3 separate regions of the Mus musculus genome follow, and all the other regions are linked to region 1. A link is a contact called in public HiChIP or PLAC-seq data. All regions are on one chromosome and are shown on one strand. Each heading gives the region's core, a stretch centred on a gene start, on an enhancer-like site or on the middle of the called end of the contact. The rest is flanking DNA. Distances are from core to core; before and after follow the strand shown. Region 1 holds the start of 2210016F16Rik (RIKEN cDNA 2210016F16 gene). Region 2 has its middle 18 kb from the start of Gm40966. Region 3 overlaps Gm40966 (a long non-coding RNA gene).

Evidence for each region. HiChIP or PLAC-seq counts read pairs in DNA pulled down with a chosen protein or histone mark.
Region 2: an H3K4me3 HiChIP or PLAC-seq map of bone marrow-derived macrophages shows a contact between it and region 1, with 3 times the contacts expected there. The contact joins the enhancer-like site here to the promoter of 2210016F16Rik in region 1. A contact is called at or near these places in 3 of 39 promoter capture datasets (the C10 cell line, HPC-7-derived erythroid cells and pre-B cells), 2 of 115 datasets of contacts at active chromatin or transcription factors (bone marrow-derived macrophages and embryonic stem cells) and 3 of 9 other capture datasets (adipose tissue, liver and pancreatic islet).
Region 3: a contact with region 1 is called in an H3K27ac HiChIP or PLAC-seq map of embryonic stem cells, with 7 read pairs. The contact joins the enhancer-like site here to the promoter of 2210016F16Rik in region 1. A contact is called at or near these places in 2 of 39 promoter capture datasets (the 3T3-L1 cell line and the C10 cell line), 5 of 484 Hi-C or Micro-C datasets (the G1E-ER4 cell line, LSK cells, female germline stem cells and 1 more), 8 of 115 datasets of contacts at active chromatin or transcription factors (bone marrow-derived macrophages, embryonic stem cells, memory CD8 T cells and 1 more) and 3 of 9 other capture datasets (adipose tissue, liver and pancreatic islet).

The regions. Positions count from the first base shown.
Region 1 is chr13:58,383,027-58,386,876 of GRCm38.p6, reverse strand. It overlaps 2210016F16Rik (RIKEN cDNA 2210016F16 gene), which reads left to right and starts at 1,652. Exons shown (of 4, transcript NM_027335.1): 1 at 1,652-2,053; 2 at 2,468-2,727. The coding sequence starts at 1,723.
Region 2 is chr13:58,493,964-58,497,813 of GRCm38.p6, reverse strand. No RefSeq gene overlaps it. Among named protein-coding and RNA genes, the nearest start is that of Gm40966, 18 kb to the right of the region's middle. Within about 2 kb of position 1,818, at least 34 of the 459 cell types and tissues checked have an H3K27ac peak or open chromatin away from gene starts, as enhancers often do. A contact at or near this core is called in adipose tissue and bone marrow-derived macrophages, where this site is marked.
Region 3 is chr13:58,470,183-58,474,032 of GRCm38.p6, reverse strand. Gm40966 (a long non-coding RNA gene) reads left to right here. Exons shown (of 3, transcript XR_873533.2): 3 at 2,892-3,405. Among named protein-coding and RNA genes, the nearest start is that of Gm40966, 5.3 kb to the left of the region's middle. Within about 2 kb of position 2,107, at least 66 of the 459 cell types and tissues checked have an H3K27ac peak or open chromatin away from gene starts, as enhancers often do. A contact at or near this core is called in bone marrow-derived macrophages, embryonic stem cells and group 2 innate lymphoid cells, where this site is marked.

The sequences.
Region 1 (3,850 bases), core at 403-2,902:
AACTAATAGAGGCTCTATTACAACAGACCTATAGCCAAAAATCAAGTGGAGAGAGCATCTGTTCTCAATTCAGGAATGAGACAGGGCTGCCCATCCTCCTTAGTTTTTCAGGATACTCTTTGAAGTCTTAGCTATGGAAATAAGACCAAAGTAAGTGATAAAAAAGGAAACAGGAAAAGAATCGAACTATTCCTACTTGCAAATGATGTGTTTCTATACTTATAAGACATTATAGAGGCGTTTGAGAGATGCCCTCAAAGTTAAGAGTACTGGCTTCTCTTCCAGTGGACCCAGGTCTGAACCCAGTACCCATATGGCTGTTCCCAATATCTTGTAACTCCAGTTCCAGGGGCTCCAACACCCTCTTCTAGCCTCTGCAGGCAGCAGGCACACACATGGAACACATACATGCATGCAGGCAAAACATTCATACACAAAATAAAAATACTTTTTTCTAAAAAGACCTTTATGGAATCTACTAGGAAACTCTTTAATTAAAGCAAAATTGCAGGATAGAAAAATCAGTATTTAAAAGAAAAAACAAAGCCGCGTATGGTGGCCTATGCCTTCAATCCTAGCACTGAGAAGATAGAGGCAGGTAGATCTATATGAGTTTGAGTCTAGCTGGTCCACATAGTAAATTCCAGGTGATCCAAGGCCACAGAGGCCTTGCCTCAGAACAACAATGAGAAACGCCCAGATAATAAAAACATACTTTCATACTGATTCTGCATCTCCAGGCATCTTTTCAACATTGACCAATGTATCTTAAGTATGTTAAGTTTTAGGGGTTGGGTTGATACTTTATAATTCCTACTTTGTTCCAGGTAACCCTATAGAGATGACTAGTCACACAGTTTATAATCAATTGAAAGTCTATTCCAGCTGGCTGGGACCACACCCAGGTAGGTATTCAGAGACCTAGGAGGTGTGGTTCCAACTGTCCAGATCAACAGTTTTTTAAAGGCAAGAAATCACACCCGGGTACTTTGCTTTGCAGCTGTACGAGGGCTTCCCAGAAAGCAAGATCTTTTAGCTAAGATAAGTTAGCTGACCTTTGGGCTCCTTGAATACAGTTGGGTAATTACCCACGGGACTCTTCATCAAGATCAGATTCTAGTTAAACCTGGAACCGCCTCAGCAAGAGTACAAGATGGAGGGACTTTTGCACTGTCTTGCTGTGACACACCTTGACCGTCAGAACGACTGGCGTTTGTGTCTGGTTCAGACAGTTCCCTTGATTTAGTCTGACAGACAAACACAGGCATACATTTCAATCTAGGCCATTGCTTGGTGGTGGGGAACCTCCTCCTGGAATCATTTCCCTTTCCTTGCAAACCTGGGATCACCATCACTCCTGTTGGATGCAAGGGCGTCAGATGCAAGGTTTAACTGTACTGTTCCCTCATGCAGTCAATGTTCCAGTGACTCCTAAACCTTCATTCGGCCTCTGAAGTGTGGGGTGTGCTGAGCGGCCCTCCGAGGCACCTAGCCTCGGGGTGGCGCCGGGCAGCAACCAGAGTCCCCACGCCCCGCGCGATCCCAAGCCTTCCTCAAAGACGGGAGTGCGACGGGGACGCGACAAGAAACACGACGGCCGAACACAAGGAGTCCCAGAGGCCGGCCGGAAGCTTCCCGCAGGGCAACTTCCGGACCTCAGACCCGGAAGTGGGCGCAAGTGCTTGGCCCTGGCGGAGGCCGAGGCTCCGGGTTCGAAACAGCATGGGGCCACCGCTTTCGCCGCGCGAGTCGGCGAGGTTCGTGGCCGAGAACAGTCGCGACGTGCTCGTGGACCACGAGGGCGTGCGCAGGGCGGCCGAGCTGCTGCTGCCCGCGGCCGCGGCGTGGCGCGTGGAGCAGTGGAAGTCCCTGCACGAGCTCAACCCGCGCGGGGCGGACGAGGCTGCGCTCGGCTGGGTGTTCCTGGTGGACTCGCTCAACTTCTCCTTCTGGGCCGAGCGGGAGGACAGCAAGTGTGCGGTGCGCTACGGCGGGACGCCCTACACTGGCTACTGGGCCCTGTGCGCCGCCGTCAACCGCGCGCTCGACCAAGGTGGGTGCCAGCCTTAAACCTGGGTGGGTGCTGCGAGGCGCGGGAGGTGACCTCTGCCCAAAGCAGAAGTCCGGACATACAGAAGCAATGTATGCCAATCAGCACAGGAGGCAAAGCCGGTTTTCTTAAAAAAAAAAAAAAAAAAAAAAAAATCATTAAAAAAAAAAAAAAGATTTATTTGCCGGGCGGTGGTGGCGCACGCCTTTAATCCCAGCACTCTGGAAGCAGAGGCAGGCAGAGTAGTCCTGTTCAGTGTAGAATTCAGACTACACTAGCCTCGAACCCACAGGGATCCCATCCAGCTGATTAGGCCAGCGCCACAACACTCTGCCTTCTTTAACATGAATTTGATTTCATATTTTTTGCTAATTGCAAAAAATTAAATAAAAAATCTGTGGATTGTTCTCTTTAAAGGGATACCGATAACCAGCGCCTCCTACTACGCCACAGTGAGCCTCGAGCAGGTGCGGGATATATTTCGTTCAGACACAGCTGTGCCCATGCCTTTAATGGAAGAGAGACATCGGATTCTCAATGAAACTGGGAAAATCCTACTGGAGAAGTTTGGAGGCTCTTTTCTTAACTGTGTCCAAAAAAGTGGCAGAAGTGCGCAGAAGTTAATGCAGCTGATTGTTGAGAACTTCCCTTCTTACAGGGACGAGGCAGAGTTTGAGGTGAGTTTGTTGCTGAGGGAGGGGTTTAGCAGGTATGATCATTCTGAGTTAATGCTTTTCCTTCCAAAGCCAGGTTTAAGGCCAGCAACTTAAAATTTGAAGTTTGTTCACTGTGGACAAGAAGCAATAACAAAATGTGCTTAAAATCTATCCCTTTTTATTTTTTCTAATCGGAGATTTCCTTTATTTTTGCCTTTTATTCTGTTAAATGTTTCAGCCATCCATATAAGGCTTGTCACTCAAAGATGGGGAAGCACAAAAAGTTGATAAAGTTGGATGAAAATCAGAATGTAAAATGTATACTAGTTTTCTCTAGGAAAAAAGTATTTCTTGAAAAGCTTGGGCTGGTTCTGGTGGCGCAGGCCAGTAGGATTTGCTGAAAGAGGCAGGAGGATCTGGAGTTCGAGGCTAGCCTAGGACACACATCTTTAGCCGGGCGTGGTGGCAGATGCCTTTAATCCCAGCACTCTCGAGGCAGAAGCAGGCAGATTTCTGAGTTCAAGGGCAGCCTGGTCTGCAAAGTGAGTTCCAGGACAGCCAGAGCTATACAGAGAAACCCTGTCTCAAAAAAAAAAACAAACAAACAAAAAAAGAAGAAAAGCTTGGTATGTGTTTTCTTTCTTATATACTGTTTTTTTATAATGATTTGTTTTATGGTACAAAAAATTTTAATGTATGTACTTTTTAAACAGTGAGCTTGGTTTTGATTTATTTATTTTATGTGTGTGAGCTGTGAGCTCTCATCTTCCTGTACTGTACCTTTGGCCGTGCTTGCTGTGTGTTGCCACTCCCTTCCCCTGGAACTGTAAACCCAGGTAAACTCTTCCTTTTCTAAGTTGCTCCTGTTCATGATGTTTTATCACAGCACACACAAAAACAGAGCAACACTCCCCCACCCAGGTTCATTTCTTTTTCAGATATGTTTATTTTTTGTATGAATGTTTGATTGTCTGTGTATATGTGTGCTATGTGCATGCCTAGAACCCAAGGAGTTCAGAAGAGGGTATTGGATACCCAGGAACAGGAGGTAGGAATGATTTCCCCAAATTCCTTAGTAGTGGGTTTATGTTATGTGCACTGAGGTTTAACTTGCATGTGTGAGTGTGAGGGTATCACATCACCT
Region 2 (3,850 bases), core at 569-3,068, 110 kb before region 1:
GAAGGTTTGCATCAGTGGCTGAGTGGGGTGATGGCTCAGTGAGTGAAGGCACCTGTCACCAGACCTTAGGACCTGAAGTATTCCAGGGGACCCACGTGTTGAAAGAACTGATAACCTGCACTTGTGCACCATGGCACCCTCATACGAACACACACGCACACACAGGCACTAAATATGTATTTTTTTTTAAAGAGAGCTTGCCTATCTCAGGTTGTGGAGAGAGCTCCGTGGGTAGAAGAATCTTCCACAGAAGGTAAGGACCGGATCTGAGTGCCCAGACTCCATGTAACACATCTAGAGTACGTGGCCAGCACTCATACAGGGAGATAGGAGGCAGAGACAGGACGCGCACGAGTCAACCGGCCTGGGATCTATCACAGAGAAAAATGGAAGGTAAGGACCAATACCCAACACAGAGGATGTCCCCTGACCTCCACAGCCATGACATGCACATGCATGCATGAACACATTCCTATGTCTGTGCGCGCACACACACTCGCACACAAACACTATACAGAAAAGATAATTATCTTTCCAAAGCTCTTTGGCTTGAGAGGCAGAGGCAGGCGGATTTCTGAGTTTGAGGCCAGCCTGGTCTACAGAGTGAGTTCAGGACAACCAGGGCTACAAAGAGAAACCCTGCCTCAAAAACAAAAACAAACAAACAAAAAAGCCAACAGCAACAAAAAGCTCTTTGAAGAAAAAGAACAGGAATAAGTTATTTGGGGGATAAGACGCACAGAGCTTTGTAAGCAGCAGAATATGTGGTGTATGGAGTGCCCTGACTGTGACTTCTGTATCGGGGTCTTGACTTACAAAGCACTACATCTTTATGAACTCAGAGAGTGCTCTAGGTGGTGGAGACTGTGGCAGACTCCACTCAGATGCTAACCGTGCTCTATGAACGCTGAGCACTTAGTGCAGAACAGAACAGGGAGGGCTGTGCCGTGCAGGAGCAGTCTAAACAGACTCCGAACCAGAATCCACTCTTGGGGGCCTCAGATGTAACAGTGAGATCCCCGTGAGACGCGGCCACAGTCAGTTAATCCCCATCAGTGGATCCTCCATACTGAGGGGGCAGAGATGACAATGACAGGTTCACAAGAACTTTGTCATCTTATTGTCACAGCAAGGCATGGACACCGTACACACCATAGGATATAAATTCAGAGAAAGACACTGCGTTCCGGTGCTGCTGTCCTGGGAAGACTCCATGTGGGAGGGGGGAATTCATCGCTAGACAATGTCAGGCATGCAGATCTATGAGAGAGAACGAGGCCTGAGTGGGTGGATTTGTGAGTGGAATTCAGTGAGCGTGTAAAAACTATGCAAGAAGCTTGCTTCTACTAGGCACACTGGTGGACACCTTCGAACCCAGCCCTGGGAGGCAGAGCTCTGTGAGTTCCAGACTAGCCTGGTCTGCACCATAAATTCTAGGCCAGCCAAGACATAGTGAGGACCTGTTTCAAACAAAGTGAACAGAAGAAAAAAGAAAAAGAAAAAGTAAAGAAGACTCTGTTGGTTTTGATTGTGAAAGTCCCAGAAAAGCTCTGAGACTCCTCCTTCATCCCTCAGTGGCTCGGGGGTGAGAGACCAGGACTGCCATGGTTGCGTTTCCACGAATACATACGTGAAGACACACATCCCTAAGCTCCCCCTCGCAAGGCCCCCCACTGTCCACTGCCTTCCCTCCCCGTCTGCCTGGATCCAGAGTGGAGAATATGTTTCCCTCCAAGAACCTGCTTGGCTTACCCTCAAGAATACACTGCTGATGGGGGCCAGGTGTTAGGAGCAGCCTCCTCGGAGCCATGCAGGCCACAGGGCCGGCTGGCAGGCGTGCCAGCTCTCAACAAGGCCCTGTTGTACTCTAGTCTGTCACTCACTGAATCTACAGATACAACACAGTTAAGATGAAAACACACACACACACACACACACAATGAATGGGTAATTTCACAGACACTTCAGCGCCCCAAGTGCTTGAGATAGTGTAGTGGAGATAGTGTAGTGGAGATAGTGTAGTGGAGATAGTGTAGCCAGATTCTTCACGTTCCTGGGCTATGGGACAGACTACACACGATGGCTCCCGTTCACCAGCGAGAACCTAACGGGCCACCTCCTCAGACCCACCAGTAACAAACTTGTCCTGGACAATGGCTATTACTGGAGCTGAGCACCCTGATGCAATCTGATGCTAATTTCAACATTGCTCAGCCCAGGCAGCTGCACCTCTGTGGGTTACAAAAGCTCAGAGAAATCCGTAAAGTCGAATTTATACAGAAACAACAGACTTTCCAGCCAGAGGCGGTGGCATATGCCTAGAATATCAACACTCTGGGGGCTGGGGTAGGAGGACTGTGAGTTCAGGGTTTGCCTGGGATTCACAGGGGACCCTGTCTTGGCAAAAGAAGAAGAGGGGGTGGGGGGAGGGAAGGAGGTGAGAGGAAAGGGAGGAAGAGGAGAGGGAGAAGGTAATAATGGAGAAGAAGGAGGAGGAGGGGAAGGAGGAAAGGGAGGAAGACAGGGCAAACAAAACCTACACACTATAAATACCATATAGCCAGCATCATAGGGTGGCCATAGCCAACTAGCCTTTCTTCAAGCACTGTTCACCCTGTTTGGCAAATTAATCACCTAAAAGAGAAAGAGAGAGAGAGAGAGAGATGTGACCAACCTTCCTCCTTCCCTCTTTCAACATTCAAGGCATTCAAATAACTAGGAAAGAAATTTCTGGAAAATTCTTTGCAAATTATAGAAACAAGAGCCCAGAAAACATACTTAATAGCAGAACTTATTCTAGGGCCAAGTGGGAGCAGCTTTTCAGCTCAGAGGTCACTTGCTAAAAATAGCCTCAAATTTAGCACTCTGACATCATCTCCCAGCGAGGCTGATGGACATTTAGACAAAGGCAGGCTGACAGGGCCGGGGGTGGGGGTGGGGGAGGGAGGCCATCGTACAATTTTAAAGCTGTTCCATTTCTGGGCTGTGTCACCTATCGTGGATTAATATTATAAAGACTTCTCATGAATTAAAAACTAAATGACCTCATAATATGTTTGCGTGAAATCATTACACAGTTAAGTACAAGCTACACAGCTCTACACGTACACTTATGATATATGCTTTTAAGTCATCAGCCCTTTGCTGTCTTTCTCTCTCTTCTTTTTTTTTTTTTTTTGGTTTTTCGAGACAGGGTTTCTCTGTGTAGCCCTGGCTGTCCTGGAACTCACTCTGTAGACCAGGCTGGTCTCGAACTCAGAAATCTGCCAGCCTCTGCCTCCCGAGTGCTGGGATTAAAGGCGTGCGCCACCACGCCCGGCTCTCTATTTTTTAATATACCTGTGTCTGAAAAATTTGGGCGCTGGGGAGAAGCCTCAGTAAATGAGCAGTTGTTATGCAAGCATAAGAACCGAAGTTCAAATCCCAAATCCGCAGGACGCAGGTAAGAAGCCAGACATGCCCACATTTGTGTCTCCAAAATTTAAAACCAAACCAAAACAAAAAAAAATGTCTCAAAATATTAGAAGTATCCTTGGCTTCACAAATCTTTTTTTAAAAAAGCCAAATCCTTCGTAGTGACAGCCCGAGGAGCTGTGTCCTCCAGGTTCTGGGCACCGCTGAGAACGCCCCTGGAGACTAGGGAGACAGGTGGCTGGCTGGGAGGTCTTCCTCCCAGTGAGACTCGCTCTAAAGTACTTTATTCTTGGGACCATTAATGTGCCCCAGTGGTATTTCAAAGGCATCCCTGAACTGTCAGACCATCCTCTTGCCAGACTCCTGTTTCGCCTTCACTGATATCCCAAGCCTCGCAGCTGTTCTGACGGTCTGCTGGTCTATCCTAAGAATCCTT
Region 3 (3,850 bases), core at 858-3,357, 87 kb before region 1:
CCCTCCTTCAAGGAGGGAAGGTCAACAGACAGCTGTCCCAGCTGGGATGACATTTTGCCAGTAGGCCCAGCTACACTTAAGGAGATGGTGACAGTTTGGCCCAGAAGATAGTCATTACTGTAACAGTGGCCATTCATGATTCTCTTGGGAAATTCCATTTCTAATCTTTTTTTTTTTTCTGAAAAATTTATTTATTTATTTTATGTATGTAAATACACTGTAGCTATACAGATGGTTGTGAGACTTCATGTGGTAGTTGGGAATTAAATTTTAGTTGACCTCGCTCCAGTCAACTCTGCTCACTCAGGCCCCAAAATTTATTTATTATTATATATAAGTACACTGTAGCTGACTTCAGACGCACCAGAAGAGGGCGTCAGATCTCACTATGGGTAGTTGTAAGCCACCATGTGGTTGCTGGGATTTGAACTCAGGACCTTTGGAAGAGCAGTCAGTACTCTTACCTGCTGAGCCATCTCACCAGCCCCACCATTTCTAATCCTTTCTCTGTGTCTCTAATGCATGATTTTTACTTTTGCTATAGATTGTGGGGAATGTTTAACACATTAACATTCCTTGCTTAGCCACACTTCCAATCCTGTGCTCACAACTCGTGACCTGCCTTTCCTTTATTAATGATTCTTTTCACTTAGTGGGCTTTTAAATTCTTGATGGCATCCAATATATCAATGTCTCGGGTTCTCTAGAGAAATAGAAGCAATGGGATGAATATATACACAGTCAAAGGGGATTTATTAAATGGACCTATATGATATGATCCAGGTAGTCCATCCATGGCTGCCTCACACCTGGGAGCTGGGACCTCTCCCTCTGCTGCTCTGTAAGGGTGTGGATGGCCTCAAGGCCCACTCAGATCATCTCCCCCATCAAAATCCTAACTTGTCACACCTGTAAGTCCCTTACTTCTTAGAGGACAACCTACGGTTCAGGCATTAGACCAACCAATGTGGACGGGAGAAGGGTCCTTTCTTAGCCTTCTGTACTACGTGTGAATTAAATCTCAACAAAGCCTCTTTCCCAATTGGAAAAAAAATGTAAATAAATAAAAATATACACAAAACATATTTGTGTTATAAACTTTCAAGAGACAGTGAAAGATGGCAAATGATTTGCCTATAAATTTTGCTATCTTGATTTGAATAAACCAACAACAAAAGGACATTTTGGAGACAAAGAAAGCCGACATGGGCTGGGTTTGTAAATAACCCTGAGAACTTATTTTTGAGGTAGGAGTACAGAGGGTAGGGTGTTTAGATCCTCTTGGCTAGAATGTCTGCAGGACCTGCTGTCTGTGGTAGCCTTCAGATTCTGGCAAAGGAGGGAGATCATGCTGAATAGGGTCTGGAAGTGAGCCAGCGGTGTGCCAGCGGTGAGCCAGTGGTGAGCCAGCGGGCACAGGCAGGACTGGCCAGGCTGGAGAAGGTTCATCTCTTCATTCTTATAGATTTGAACTTTGTGTGTGTGTGTGTGTGTGTGTGTGTGCGCGCGCGCGCGCGCGCGCGTGCATATGAGCAAATACATTACATTTATGGAAACAAGTTTAATTTTCTGAATTCTGAAAAACATTTATATGTTAGCTTTAAGAAAATACAAGATCTTCCCTGATATTTTCATAACACAATTCTAACATTTAAAAAGTTTTTTTTAAAGGACTTTTAGAAATGCACTCAGTTTCCCTCTGGTCTTACCCCAAATCTCTTCAATTAACGCCATTTTCTGTATGCATGACATAGCGGGGTGGTGAGGCTTTTCCCTAAAGAAATTGATTTTTCCCCCCAAAGAGTAGATAAATAAGGGCTTTCAAATGTCTCATTTCCAAAAGTACTCCGGGCTCTCGCTCTCTCTTCAGCATTTTTTAAAGCGCTTTTAGAAAGCGCAATCTTGAGATTGAATCAGCCGCTGCACCTGCAGCCCCGGCTTCAAGTGCCCCACTGTTTAGGAAGAAGCCCCGCACACTTGCCCTTTGTATCGCTTTTGTTTCCAAAAGAAAAAGTCAAATCTACCGCAGTCTTCCTCTAAACGGAAAATAAAAGGCTTGAGGGCAGCCACAGAACAGGGCAGGGCGGAAGGGGACCTTTGGCGGAGCAGACACCGGCGGTTAGCATCTATGGCTGCGGTCAGGCAAGAACTTGGCTGTGAGCGCCTGAAGAGGAGTTGTCTGAACCCGAAGAAGGTTCGCGGGCTGGGGTGTGCAGCTCTTTCGCAGCCAAGGATTCACAACGTCCTTCCAAATCCCCAGACCTACCCCACAAGTGGAAGAGTTGCTTATTTTGAATTTGGTCTGACTCTTTTGTTATCTATTGAGGTTGTAAAGACTTGTAAATGTACACATTTTCAAAGAGCCCGGGGAGGTGTCTACGAAACAAGGCTTTCTGAGTCTCAAACCTAGTGCTCCCCCACACAGAAACAGACGCCCGTGGCGCTTTCTTTTTATATCTTTTGGTAGTTTTGGTTCGTTTGGTTTCATTTTTTTTTTAATTGTGTATGCGTGTGAGTGTGGACATGTCAAGTCCCCTGGTGCTCATGTGGAGGTCAGAGCACACCTTCCAGCTATTAGTTGACTTTGAGTATCACTATAGTTATCTTGTCTTCTTTTTTTTCTTATGTTATAGATTATCATTTTATTTAAGAGAAAATTCAAGATTCAACCCACTTAAAAAGAAACAAACAAACAAAAAAAAATTCGCCCGCTTGTAGAAAGACTCCTGGCATCACCACTGGCCTTTAGGATACCAATGCAATACATTCCAGAGACTAGCCTTTTTTTTTTTTTTTTTTTTTTTTCCTGTAAGTGTCTTAGCTCCACATTGTGAACATTAGAGAAGATCAACAATCCAGACTTAAATCGAATAGCTTTGCTTGCATTGCAGATGCTGCGTCCCTTCTTCAGTGGCTTGGCAATCAGCGGCCGGGTACTGCTCTGAAGAATTCAATCAAATTGGCATTGAAGACCTGTCAGTCATCACCATTAGGAACGCGGAAGCTGCAAAAGTGGAGCTGGGGGAGGGGGGGGGGGCCGGCTGGCTGTCAGTGTAGCTTTCTCAAATTAGCCTAAGCTTCTTCAGTGCTACCTTTTCTGGGCCACACAACTTTCTTCGTGGCTTTCAGGGTCAATCTCTAGTGACCCACTTTCTCCTCCGAGGTGGTGCCTCCTCAAAGTTCCTCAGCGTTCTGAAACCACCAGGTGGGAAATGCAGTTCAGAGGTTTATAAAGTCCGCTGTGGGCATGGCGGAAAGCATGGCAGGACTCCGACAGTCGTGGTGCTGAGGAGCCAGCTGAGAGTTCTACATCTGGATCCACAGGCAGCAGGAAGAGAGCACCTCTTTGTGTTTATTCAAGTGTTAAGTCTATGTATTTCCCAATACAGATATAAACTACTTGTTTTTAAAGATTTGTTTATTTCCTGTATGTGAGTACACTGTAGCTGTCTTCAGATACACCAGAAGAGAGTGTCAGATCACACTGCAGATGGTTGTAAGCCACCATGTGGTTGCTGGGAATTGAACTCAGGACCTATGGAAGAGCAGTCAGTGCTCTTAACCACTAAGCCATCTCTCTATCGCTATTTTACTTTTTCTAAGTGATTCACGCAGGTGAACATTTGAGCTACCTCCAGAGTTGTGCAATTCCCAGTCAAAGCTATACTAAACTTGCACTCTCAAACTTTCCTTGAAAAGACATCTCACCAGGCTGCCTGCCATACCAATTTTAAAAAAAGGGGGAGGGGGTGCGCACGACACACATGGGAACAACCAAAAACACTCAAGAACACTCAGAAAAGGTAACACCAAGTCACTGGCACCCTGCAGACAGAAGCCTCCCCTCCCG